Regions from separate parts of the Danio rerio genome. Here regions 2 and 3 are each linked to region 1. A link is a contact called in public Hi-C data. All regions are on one chromosome and are shown on one strand. The core of a region is the stretch at or near the end of the contact, and the rest is flanking DNA. Distances in the headings are between cores, read along the strand shown.

The links. Hi-C and Micro-C count contacts between places; a contact is called where the count stands out from the background.
Region 2: a contact with region 1 is called in a Hi-C map of hematopoietic stem cells, with 4 times the contacts expected there. The contact joins the promoter of dand5 here to the promoter of fbxo48 in region 1. A contact is called at or near these places in 2 of 18 Hi-C or Micro-C datasets (hematopoietic stem cells and an unstated tissue).
Region 3: a contact with region 1 is called in a Hi-C map of hematopoietic stem cells, with 1.9 times the contacts expected there. The contact joins the promoter of meis1a here to the promoter of fbxo48 in region 1. A contact is called at or near these places in 2 of 18 Hi-C or Micro-C datasets (hematopoietic stem cells and an unstated tissue).

Annotation. Positions count from the first base shown.
Region 1 is chr1:54,936,234-54,940,012 of GRCz12tu, reverse strand. It overlaps fbxo48 (F-box protein 48), which reads left to right and starts at 1,828. Exons shown (of 5, transcript NM_001328025.1): 1 at 1,828-1,905; 2 at 2,156-2,291. The coding sequence starts at 2,202. aplf (aprataxin and PNKP like factor) reads right to left here and starts at 1,642. Exons shown (of 11, transcript NM_001366252.1): 1 at 1,479-1,642; 2 at 1,202-1,297. The coding sequence starts at 1,294.
Region 2 is chr1:55,148,398-55,152,176 of GRCz12tu, reverse strand. It overlaps dand5 (DAN domain family, member 5), which reads right to left and starts at 2,007. Exons shown (of 2, transcript NM_212969.2): 1 at 1,440-2,007; 2 at 1-487. The coding sequence starts at 1,895. The coding sequence ends at 212. It overlaps si:ch211-145g9.7 (a long non-coding RNA gene), which reads right to left. Exons shown (of 5, transcript XR_012382246.1): 3 at 3,709-3,779; 4 at 3,589-3,635; 5 at 3,032-3,502.
Region 3 is chr1:54,799,621-54,803,399 of GRCz12tu, reverse strand. meis1a (Meis homeobox 1 a) reads right to left here and starts at 2,161. Exons shown (of 13, transcript NM_131897.2): 1 at 1,820-2,161; 2 at 673-875. The coding sequence starts at 1,831.

The DNA of each region.
Region 1 (3,779 bases), core at 579-3,078:
TTTACTAATTTATTAATATTGAAAAATAAATAGAAAAATACTTCAATCATATTAATAATTATATATTTTTAAACAGTTTTTAAAATGAACTTCTTACACTAAGAACATAAATACATTTATAACACAATGCTGTTTAATGCTGAATACACAAGTCAAGCTGAACCTGCCTTTGGCTTGATTTGTTCGCCGATGACTTAGGTGTTGTCCTCTATCTTCGAGTGACAGTATTTACATTTTCAAAAATCTGATTCATGCACATTTAATTGAAACATTTAATTCCTGTTGACTTTTTTGTAGCTCAACAATTAAACAAACAAACAAAAGGTTACGTTAAATTAGAAATGTCCATCTGTGTTGAAGACATTTGATGCAACCTTCGTTCTAAATCTCTTCTCAGATGGGATGGCCAAATCAAAGTTTACCATGGGCCAACTTTGAGCAACTCTGCCCTAAAGTAACAAGTAGAAAACATTCAGCGGGCCAAAATATTTTACTTTTGCAGGTTTAATGTCTTTAAAAAGTCTTACATTTTACGGTGAAATAGCCAACAATTTAATTGTTGGGTCCTGATTACAACAATAAACATTAGCATGTTATCGATCACTTACAGTATAGCTGCTTTAAATCAAATGAAATTTAAATAGTTTGAGCAATAATGTGATTAATTAACCACCATATTCCTGCTTAAATAATGCCTGCTTAAATAGTATTAATAAATAAATATATTTATAATTGCCTTGTATGCTTAATTAGAAGAAAATTAAGAATAAAAAAGCTTTATATATATATATATATATATATATATATATATATATATATATATATATATATATATATATATATATATATATAATTATGAAGACAATCTGCATTTGTTCTTTGTTTTACTCCTAAAATACCCACTTACAAACTTGAGAGGATTTTAATAATGCACATTTAGAATAAATTTACATAAACATACATGTCTCTGTTATTTTTATGCATCAAAGAGACTTGTTTCCCCATATAATATTTACTATACAGAATGTAAAAACTTCACAGCTCTAGATCTTATATCTGCTTAGAAAGCAAACAGAACCTTGTACTTCCAAGTTGGCACCCATGTTATCAACTTAAACCTAATAACTGGCACACTGTTAAGAACACATAAAATAATTTAATACATATATGATTAAGCCATATAGGTGAAAATGTACTGCACCCCTAGAAATGGCCCTCTGCCCAGGACAGTCTCTCCATAGGGCAGATCCACAGGACTGCCACCGTCCACCTGCTCCAGCTCAAAGCCTGGCATGATCTGTGCAGAACAAAACACCTATTTTAATTAAAAATCAAAGTGAATGCTGGTTAAATAAGGACATAAAGTGCATGCAACTGTTCTAAAGCTTATCTTGATCCCGCATGCGCTGCTCTCTCCATACTTTACATGATCTATACAAACTCTGTCATTTAGTAACTAACTTCAAGATGTTACTTACTGCTGATTTAGACGGCTAAGATGAATGCGTTAGTGTGTTACAAACAGCAAGCAAACTGATCGCTGCTTCATTAGTACAGAAAACGCGAAAGAAACACTGTGATCACGCCAGAATGTAGTACAATTTGAATAATAATTATTTTTCGTACGAGAATAAGGACTTCCGGTCAGCTCAAACTATGAGCATGCGCTGTTTCAATACACACGATAGACATTTTCTAAACGTTTGCGCATAAATTAGCAAAAATGCATATAATAATACGAATATTGAACGTTTAAGTAATACATTTTCCAAACCATACTTCTGACTTAAAATAACTCATAAAGTGACGCGCATGCGTGGTGAGTACGGGGCGAGGCTTGTCTAGTGACGTTTCTGGGGTAAACAAACCAGACGTTTAAACCCTCAGCTGTCAGCGCTGCTTTCGGTATGAATTTTCACAAATTACCACAATATTTTCACAAATATCATTACCTATCGTACCTCAAATAGACATATAAACGCGAACATCTTGGGTTTGTTTTTTAAAATCTGTTCTAGTCTTTGTTTAGCTAGATTTACATTGTCGGCGGTGCATCTGCTTATAAAACTAGGCCTAGAATGTTAATTACACTCGCTGTTTAAACTTTAACACCTTAAATAGCATTAGATTTGTGATTGAACTCTTCTGTCATAAGAATAACAGGTGTTTAATAAAGGTTTGGGGTGGCCGAGCAATGCAGAATGTCTGTAGAAGGAGCAGCAGCGCCGTCTGCAGGCCAGAAGCTGACCCGGTGGTGTTGCTCCGGGCTTCAGGATCCGCTCCAGATTGAGGTAAAGTTTACATTCCCACTTTATATCCATCTAATATTTTTTTTTTACATCAAAAGTTTAACTGGGAAAACAATTCATGCAGCTTTTGTGAGAAAGATATTGAAACTGTAGAACATTTTTTTTTTTCAATGTGAAATTCTAAAAACATTTATGGAGGGAGTTTCAGTACTGGCTGCATTACAAACAAAGACAAATATACACTTTCAAAGTTGGTATATTTTTAAAGGGCAAGGACCTAGACTTTTTGGTAAATAATCTAATTATTCTAGCTAAACACTTCATTCATAGATGCAAATTTGTAAAGGTGAAACCCCACTTTAATGGATGGAGGAATGATCTGAAGATGTTTGTAAGGACTTCTCACTTCATGACGAACAGAAATGCCCGTAAACTTTCACACACCTTGGACTCGTTTATATTACTTGATTAAGACTCTCACCCCCCCCCCCCCCCCCCCAACCTCCTTTTTTTAAATGAGTTTTATTTTTTATTTGTGTGTGTGTGTGTGTGTATGTGTGTGTGTGTGTGTGTGTGTGTGTGTGTGTGTGTGTGTGTGTGTGTGTGTGTGTGTTTTGTTCCCAATCATGTACTTTTAAATCAACTCTAATACTATATGTATTGGACTGTTGAATATGCCGTCATGGTTTGTACTTTAACTTATGGTTAATAAAAAAAAAATAAAACAATAAAAAATATTCCCACAGTTGTTTATTTTTGAACAATGACAACATGTGACAGGATCCCTATCTTTTTACAGTCTATGGTGTCTATAGTAAACCCATAAAACATGTAAAACAAACAAACCGAAAAGTGCCTCAAAGCTCTCTAAACGTCTGTCAATTTATATGGATTGACCCCCCGAATGTGTTTCATTTCAATTAGTATCATTTAATTTTTTATTTATGTGTGTTGTAACAATGGAAGTTGAAAATGCCTAGTATTTGAAGGTTAAAAAAAGGGAGAGTTTCCCAGTGATGGGTTGCAGCTGGAAGGGAATCCGCTGCGTAAAACATATGCTGAATAAGTTGGTGGTTCATTCCTCTGTAGCAACCCCTGATTAATAAAGGGACTAAACCGAAAAGAAAGTCAATGAAGGAATGAATAAAGAGAGAGAGAAAGGGTGTCTATACTGTTTACCATGCAACTTTGAATATTCTGTCTAAAATTGCATGTAATAAACAACAATAGCACTATTTAATTGACTATGAAGTTGGACAAAGTTGTATTTTGATAGTCTTTGGTGTATAATATGGTTTCACTATTTAGAACAATATATTCTCAAACTCAATTCCTGGAGGGTCACAGCTCTGTAAAGCTAAGCTCCAACTACCTCTTACTAAAACCTGCTTAATAGTCAGTTAAACTCTGCGGACCCAGTACCGGCCATCGACTTTCGCTTTTTATTTTATGCACATATGCATCACTTTGGTTTTTATTCTACTGTACAAAAGTTATTTACACTTAAATACACAGTATTTTGGAAACCCG
Region 2 (3,779 bases), core at 758-3,257, 210 kb before region 1:
CGTAATTAAAATATTGTAGAGATGCAGAGAGGGGCTGAGGTGTGCCGACTTTATTTTAATGTTTAAGAGGCTCCTCTTATCACTTTATTATATATTATTGTCACGCGCCCTGGTTGAGAACTTTTCCACTGATGTGCGTTTTTGCTTTAAATAATTCTGGAGTTAAATATTAGCAATGCCTTTACGATTTTTATAAACTTTAAAATGACTGTTATAAATTAAACATATCTGTGTTCTGAACTTTGGCCTCTTCGCTGCTGGTTTCACACTTGCACTCCTCAACGATCAGGACGCGCCTCTCCCGCACCTCAGACCCGCAGCGCAGGTGCAGGAGCACGGAGCGCGCTCTAGAGGGGCCGCAGCGCGTGCACTGCGCTTTCTGTTGTCCGTGAGAGCCTCCGCTGGAGGGCACGAACATGGAGCTGCACTGACCGTAGCAGAGATTATTGTGAACGGTCACCGTCTCACAGCCCTCCTCCGTTATGCGCTGTCAACAGAAAATAAAAAAGTCTATTCAACACATAAGTAATAGAAAAAAGTGATATAAAAATAATAGGCATTGCATTAAGTAATTGATATCAAGAGAAATATAATTATTTTTGTCAAAATTAAAGAAACCGGACTGTTAAAAAGGATCAGCTTAATTATTATTCTTATCATGTTTATGGCATGTTGTGGTCTCAATATAAAATGCCGTCATTATGTTTAAAAAAAAAACTCATGTTTGCTTAAGGATCTGCTTATATTAGTTTTTTGGGGGGTTTTGTGTTCGTTTAAAATAGTTTTTGTAATTTATTACATTTTATTTACTGTAATTTATGTATTTATTGTTTTTATGTATTGTAACTTATTGTTATTTATTGTAAACTCATCTGCTTAATGATCATCTGCTAACTTCATCCTTCAAAATAACTTTAGTTTTTAATGAATCAAATTTTCGATTTGATTCATTGAGATTTTTAGGTGCAGTAGTTTGATTTTAATGCAATTGCATACCATTCAGGACAGCAATTTATTGGGTTAGTATTATTTTTTTACATCGAAAAACATAACCACTACACTAAAATATCGTGTTGCGTTGGGTCATATATATACCAACCATTGAATTAAAAAGTGTCATTTAAATTAAACTGAAATAAAATAAAACCCAAAATTTGACGCGGTGTGCTCAATTGGTTAGTAGAGTTAACACATGTACAATATAATATACTAACATCGTATTACCTTTATACTTTAGGCTATATTATAATAAAGAATATTATGTATGCCTAGGGTATATAATAAGTTATAAATTAAATGTATAATGTTTATGATATTCAAATATCATATAGATCAGTATTCTAGACTTTGCAGAATTAAAATCATTTAGAAATTAAATATTTCTGACATTATTGAGTTTGACCAAAAACTCTTTTGAACAGTAATAAAGCTACTCATACCTGTGTAAAGGGAACTGCGGCACAGCTCTGTTTGTTCATGTCTTTGGGATTGATGCGCAGAGCCACTGCCTCTTTTTTTCGCTCGCTTTTGTGCACCACTTTCTTCCACATCTCGAGCCCTTGTTTCCTCCTGTCTGCACTGCTGCTCACCTGAGGCGCAGGTTTGCTATGGGTCAGGATTGCGGGGCCCGGACGTCCGAGGGCCAAGAACGCGGGAAACGCGCCTCGACTTGGTGAATTTCTGAACGGCACATGACTAACGGCGGCCCGGCGCAGAAAATGAGGGTTTAGTTTGACAATTCGGACAGATCCCCGAACAGGTTCGTCTGGTCCATTCCCGGAGGATTCAAAGTCTTTCGCCACGTGTCGGTGAAATTCCCGCTGAAATGCATTGCGCGGGAAAGCGCCAATTGTTGTGACTGACAACAGCACAAAAAAGCCGACCTGAAAAGTCATTTTAGCTAAATTATAGAATTTTACAAAAAAAAAAAGAGAGGGAATTTATTTCTCTCTAAAAATACATATAGTCGATTATTTGTTGAAAAATCTTGCGGTTCAAGGTTTCGTTCGGTCACCTTGCTGTCGTTATAGACATGGACACATTGCTGAGCATTATATACTCAACAGGTGCTTTCATGGTCATCATTGTTTTATTATGGGGTGAATATAGCTGTTTGAAACATGTTAAGACACAGGAAGAGCCAATAATGGATGTCAGTGGCAGGTGAGGTTTCGTGAGGCAGTGAGAAGTGCACCTTTCATCTCTTTTTAACCATGTCGTGGGAACGAGTTTTTGTCCTTATTTTAGCCTAATATTTTAACGCAATTCCAGACTCTTTTTTACCCTTTCAGTAGCTTACATTTTAATCGTAGCACATAGCATTTTTTATTTACACAAGAAAAAGCACCTATAGGCTAGAATGACAAAGAAACGAATTATTTCTATTCAGCAATTTCCCCTTATTTCTCAAAAAATAAAACACATATAGCTCCAATTACCAAGACAAGAATTAGACTATTTATCCAATAAACAATAACCTTAATAATAAGGTGATAAAATGATCTTAATTTCAGCATGAAAACGATTATACAAAATAATCACTACTTATGGCTGCCCAAAGGTGTCTTTCTCACGGTACTGAAGGCTTTTCTCACCTGAAGTCAGATGTTGAGCTCAGGTGTGAAGTTTTCCCTAACTTCAGGTACACTATACACGACAAAAAGCCTGAATCATATTTACGACCTTCAGGAAAACACTTTCCCAAGGGAACAAGCAAACAAAGAGCAACAAAGTGACGAGACTTTTCATTTCACTTATAAAGAGCAACGACAAAGATGTAAAAGATTAAGCTAAATTAGAGGATCGCGTTTATAATAACAGATAATTCAACAAACGCAAAGACCCAAGTATTATGTAGGCCTAAATATGCATTTAAAGCATTTTACCGGGATCATTCTGTAAGTAAAATAAATGAAAAGCGTAATTTTATTTTGCACTTCAAAAATAGTTAAACTATAATGACATATGAGTCTGCAGAACACTGAAATGTAATGAATTTTGTTCCGAAAATAATACCAGAGAACATTATGTAGTGTTTGGCAAAACTTCAGTTTTATTTACTCACATTTACTGAATTTGGGGTATGTAAAATAAGAAGATACGAGTAAACAAGTGATCCCGAGGTCTTGTTTTTGTTTAGGCTATATTTAATAAATCAAATAATTAATTACAAATACAATAAATAAAATTTAATAAATTACAAAAACTGTATATAAAAAGAACACAAAACCCAAATAAACAAATATTTTTGCATCGACGGCTTTTAATAAAAATACTACAGGATAAAACTAATATGTGCATGCAAATACATTCAGAAACCAGCAGGTGGAGCTCGTGTCTCACCAAGGCGCTATGTACAGACTCGAGATTATGAGCAAATTCATCGTTTTATATTAGTTTGGACCCTTCTGAGTGTAGCAGACTGCCTCTGTTGAGCCAGGAAGGACTGGGGCTGACTGGATCCTCTCACTTCATTCTCTGACATCTGCTTGAAGGCTGTTATCTATGAATGACACGAATATATATGTATATATATTGCTAATGTACTGATTTTACACACATACGCACATACCATACTGTGCCATGCACCTTCGTCCATGCGATGCCTGCTGACATCCAAAATTGGCCTCTGGGAACTAGAAAAAGAAATGCGCTCTTTTATTCACGTTTGGATTCCTGGATAAGTTTTTAACCATTCATGCTACTCACTCGAGTTTCCTTGAACTCATTTTGGACGGCATTGCCTACTCTTTTTTGCAGTTACTGAAAAACGCCTCGAG
Region 3 (3,779 bases), core at 912-3,411, 140 kb after region 1:
TTTAAGAGCAACAATTGTAGGATAACATAAAAATAGGCTATAGTAAAATATCGAAAATATAATATAATCAGCAATAAGAATAATGTAATATATTATAATAATATATTATTATTATATACACATAATGATAATAATAATAATAATTATTATTATTATTATTATTATTATTATTATTATAAAAGCAATAATATTGAAAAATATTATAAGCTGTAAAGCTCAATTATCCAAAATTGACCCTTAAGACAAGGTTTTGTGATCCAGGGTCACAGATGTCATTCTATTTTTGTAAAAATATAGCCCAAGTACAGCCAGATTTATTTTTTAACTTCAGATATTTGCTCAATGTTATTTGTATTTTGCCGTACTGATAGTAAAACACAAGTATGGTGTAATGAATGAAATGCTAAAAGAGCTCATTTTAGTTTGTTTTCTTTTTTAAACACAATGATGATGTAATAAATGGAATGTTAAAAGAGGTAACTTTAGTTTGTGTTCTTTTAATGACGTACTGTTTTTTTAAAGGCCTACGTAAAAAAATCAAGACTAACATATAAATACGCTATAATACGTAGAAAAGATAGACTATATTTAAAAAATAATATAGGCTACCTAATAAATTGTGTCCTGCAATCAAGCTTTGTGATGGCACATAATTTTAATCCCAGCACATACCCGTAAATGGCGTCTTTGTCCCGCTTGAGCGCGTCGTTAACGGGCGGCGGAACCCCGGGAGCGGTGGCCGGGTGCGGGTACGGGTGCAGCGGCGGCCCGTGACTCACATGAACCGCCTGCATCGCTCGGGCCGCGTGAGGATCCCCGTACATCGGAGACGGGATCCCGACCGCATCCATGCCGTAGTGGACCAGATCCTCGTACTGGGAGAATTCAAAGCGGGGACGTTAAAAATCACACGGAGACTTTGCTGTACGCACATCTTTGCAAATGTTGATTTAACAGCAAGAGTGTGAAGAAAAGTCTTAGTATTTGTTTATTTGGTGATAAACTGAGCGTTAAAAGCTAATCATATAGTTTAAATAGCTTGATTAAACGTGGATGTGTTTTAATGTACAGGCTATCTCTGAATTCCAAATGTGCCAATTAAGACGCACAAAGGAATATATGAAAACATAATTATTAGGCTACTTTACAAAATTTTGCTCGCATTTTTACTAAAACACATGGACGGTACAGGTTTCTATTCAATGTCAAATTTAAAATGTAATTTTGCCCTAAATTTTGAAAGTAGCTTAAATTAAAATGAAATATGTTTGGTTTTATTTCAACTCTGTTTTTATTTGTTGACCAAAATATGCTTTCATAATGCAAAATATGCATTAGTAGGTGTATAACAGCGTAATGTTTTTACTGCGGTTAAAAATAATTGCTGAAATTAATATCGATGTTTTGTAGCATTAAATCGTTCTCGCACAAGTATCCATCGACAGAAATATGAGTTATGAACAGGCTGTGAGCATCAAGTTACTCTTTTGGCTGTCAGCTAAATATGGAATTATTTTAAGATAGCCTAATATAATTGCAATAAATATAATTAAATAAAAAATAAAACTGATTTAAAAGTCACGTAAATTAAAATAAAAATCATAAAACAAAAACTAGAAGAAATAAACTGATGTTTTCACTTGTTGCTGTGGGCATTTCCAAAACAACTATAGGTGTATAAATTTGCACACACGATTCATTCGAGGAATTAAATGTCATCTGACTGTAATTATGTCCTTTGTTTTATCAACGTCTGAACAAAATTAGTCTTGACGGCCACGTTTGAGTTTTTTTCTCTCCTTTGGTTGATTTTACGCACCCGTTGCGCCATGAGGACTCCGCGTCACCGACTCGCTTTTCTCAACGCGTCCGGATCTCAGTGCACCGAGTCCGGGGAGCCGCGAACCGCATTCAAAACTCTCCCGAACACCCAACTCAAGTGCCCGTGATGAACAATAACATTGTAATCCACCCAAAATACTCCTGGTCAGCTTTCGCAACAAGCGCAAAGCTGGATATTTCAGTAAGTTACAAAATCCAATTGTCGACGCTCCGAAATGTAGCCAAAGTGCGCGTCTGGTGCCTGCTTGACTTTTCTGTTTCCAAGCGAAGATTTGTTGCCAAAGGGTGAAAAAGCAAACTCCATTCGGGTGTTTGATCGCTTGGCTGGTTTATTCTTAATGCAATAACACCTCTATGAGATGTGAGGAGCGTGGAGAGGGTGGAGGAGGAGGAGGAGGAGAAGAGAGCATTTGGGCTTCTTAAAGGAGACGTAAAGCGAAGAGGTGCGTAATGGATACATCAGCAGGATTCTGAACTTTTTAGAGACCAAATTAAAGTTGAGCTTTTTTCATTCTAGGACAAGAAGGTAATATTAAGTCAATAACATATATTAATAGCCTATGCAATAAAGTTATAAGATGCATCAAATTAAATATTTTATCAACTTATAATTAATAATAAAATAACAATGGCACAAACATTCCAAGTTTAATCCCTTTGGGTTTATTAAGAAATGATCCGAAATGTAATATGCATTTATATATTCATATAATGAAGTGTGCAGTATAATGTTTGACAGAGTAGCTAATGTGCTATTTTATTTTAGGCTATTTTTTTCATTTGACGTAAATCCCTGCATGTGTGTAAAATAAAATATTTGATAAAAATAATTATGATTTAAACACATTCTCTAGTTTTTTTTAATGTTTTGTTTATAAATTGTAAAACACATTACAAAAATATACAAAAAGGACAACATTAACATGAAATTAAGCAAACACACTGGAGTATTTTGAATTAAAAAAATAATAAAAACAAAATAAAAAGAAACAGAAGGAAAAAAAAACTTTCTCTAATTTGAGTCAGAGAAAAAAAAGTGGAAAAGTTTTCTAACCCGTCCTCTTGGCGCCCTCTTCTGGAAGTTTCATTTTGAAAGGATTTCATCAAGCTTACAGCATTTAACGAGATTGCATTGCTTAACTTTGAAGCTTAAGACTAATTGTCTTCAGTTGTCTTTATACTCTTAAAACATATATTTTTAAATAAAACCTATAACAATAACTTTCAAAGACAGTAATTTCCGATGTAGGTTAACCTACTTTGACTGTTTCTAGAAAATACATATAGTTTTAATTGTTTCTAAAAATATAAAATACATATTTCATTTTTGTTGCAGACATGTTTTTGTTCTTCATGTACTTGTACTAGTGATTCTTATTTCACCAGCAAATTAAAAAGTTATGATCGCAAGAGCCTCTTTTGTCCACTAGATGGCAGCAAATGAACACATTTGACTCTCAGCACATGGGCTGAAGTTAAATTTGGCAAAAAAAAAAAAAAAAAAAACACCCTCACCTCTCCGACACAGGGCCATCGCTGCTGGGAGAAAGATGGTGATGATTCTCAGGAGCCGTGATTGTCGTGGGACCTCCAGAAATTTCAGTGAGGAGACCCTACTTTCACACTGCCTTCACTAATTAAACAGTAGTGCCAAGTAGTGCTACACTAAAAAACATTATTCAAAGATAATTCCTTAAATTTACTAAAATATTTTAAAGTTAAGTGGTTGTAAACAATTTGTTTGGGCTGGATTTAAACAAATGAGTTAAATATTACTAAATTTAACTTGCTTGATTAAATTCAACACAAATAAATTGTTTACAACAACTTTGCAGACATTTTTTTAGTGTAAGTAATTATGTGGTGTGCATTTTAAGGGGTATTTTTTTCTTTTCAAATATATTTTTATTGAACATTTTTAGTGCAAAAACATGTCA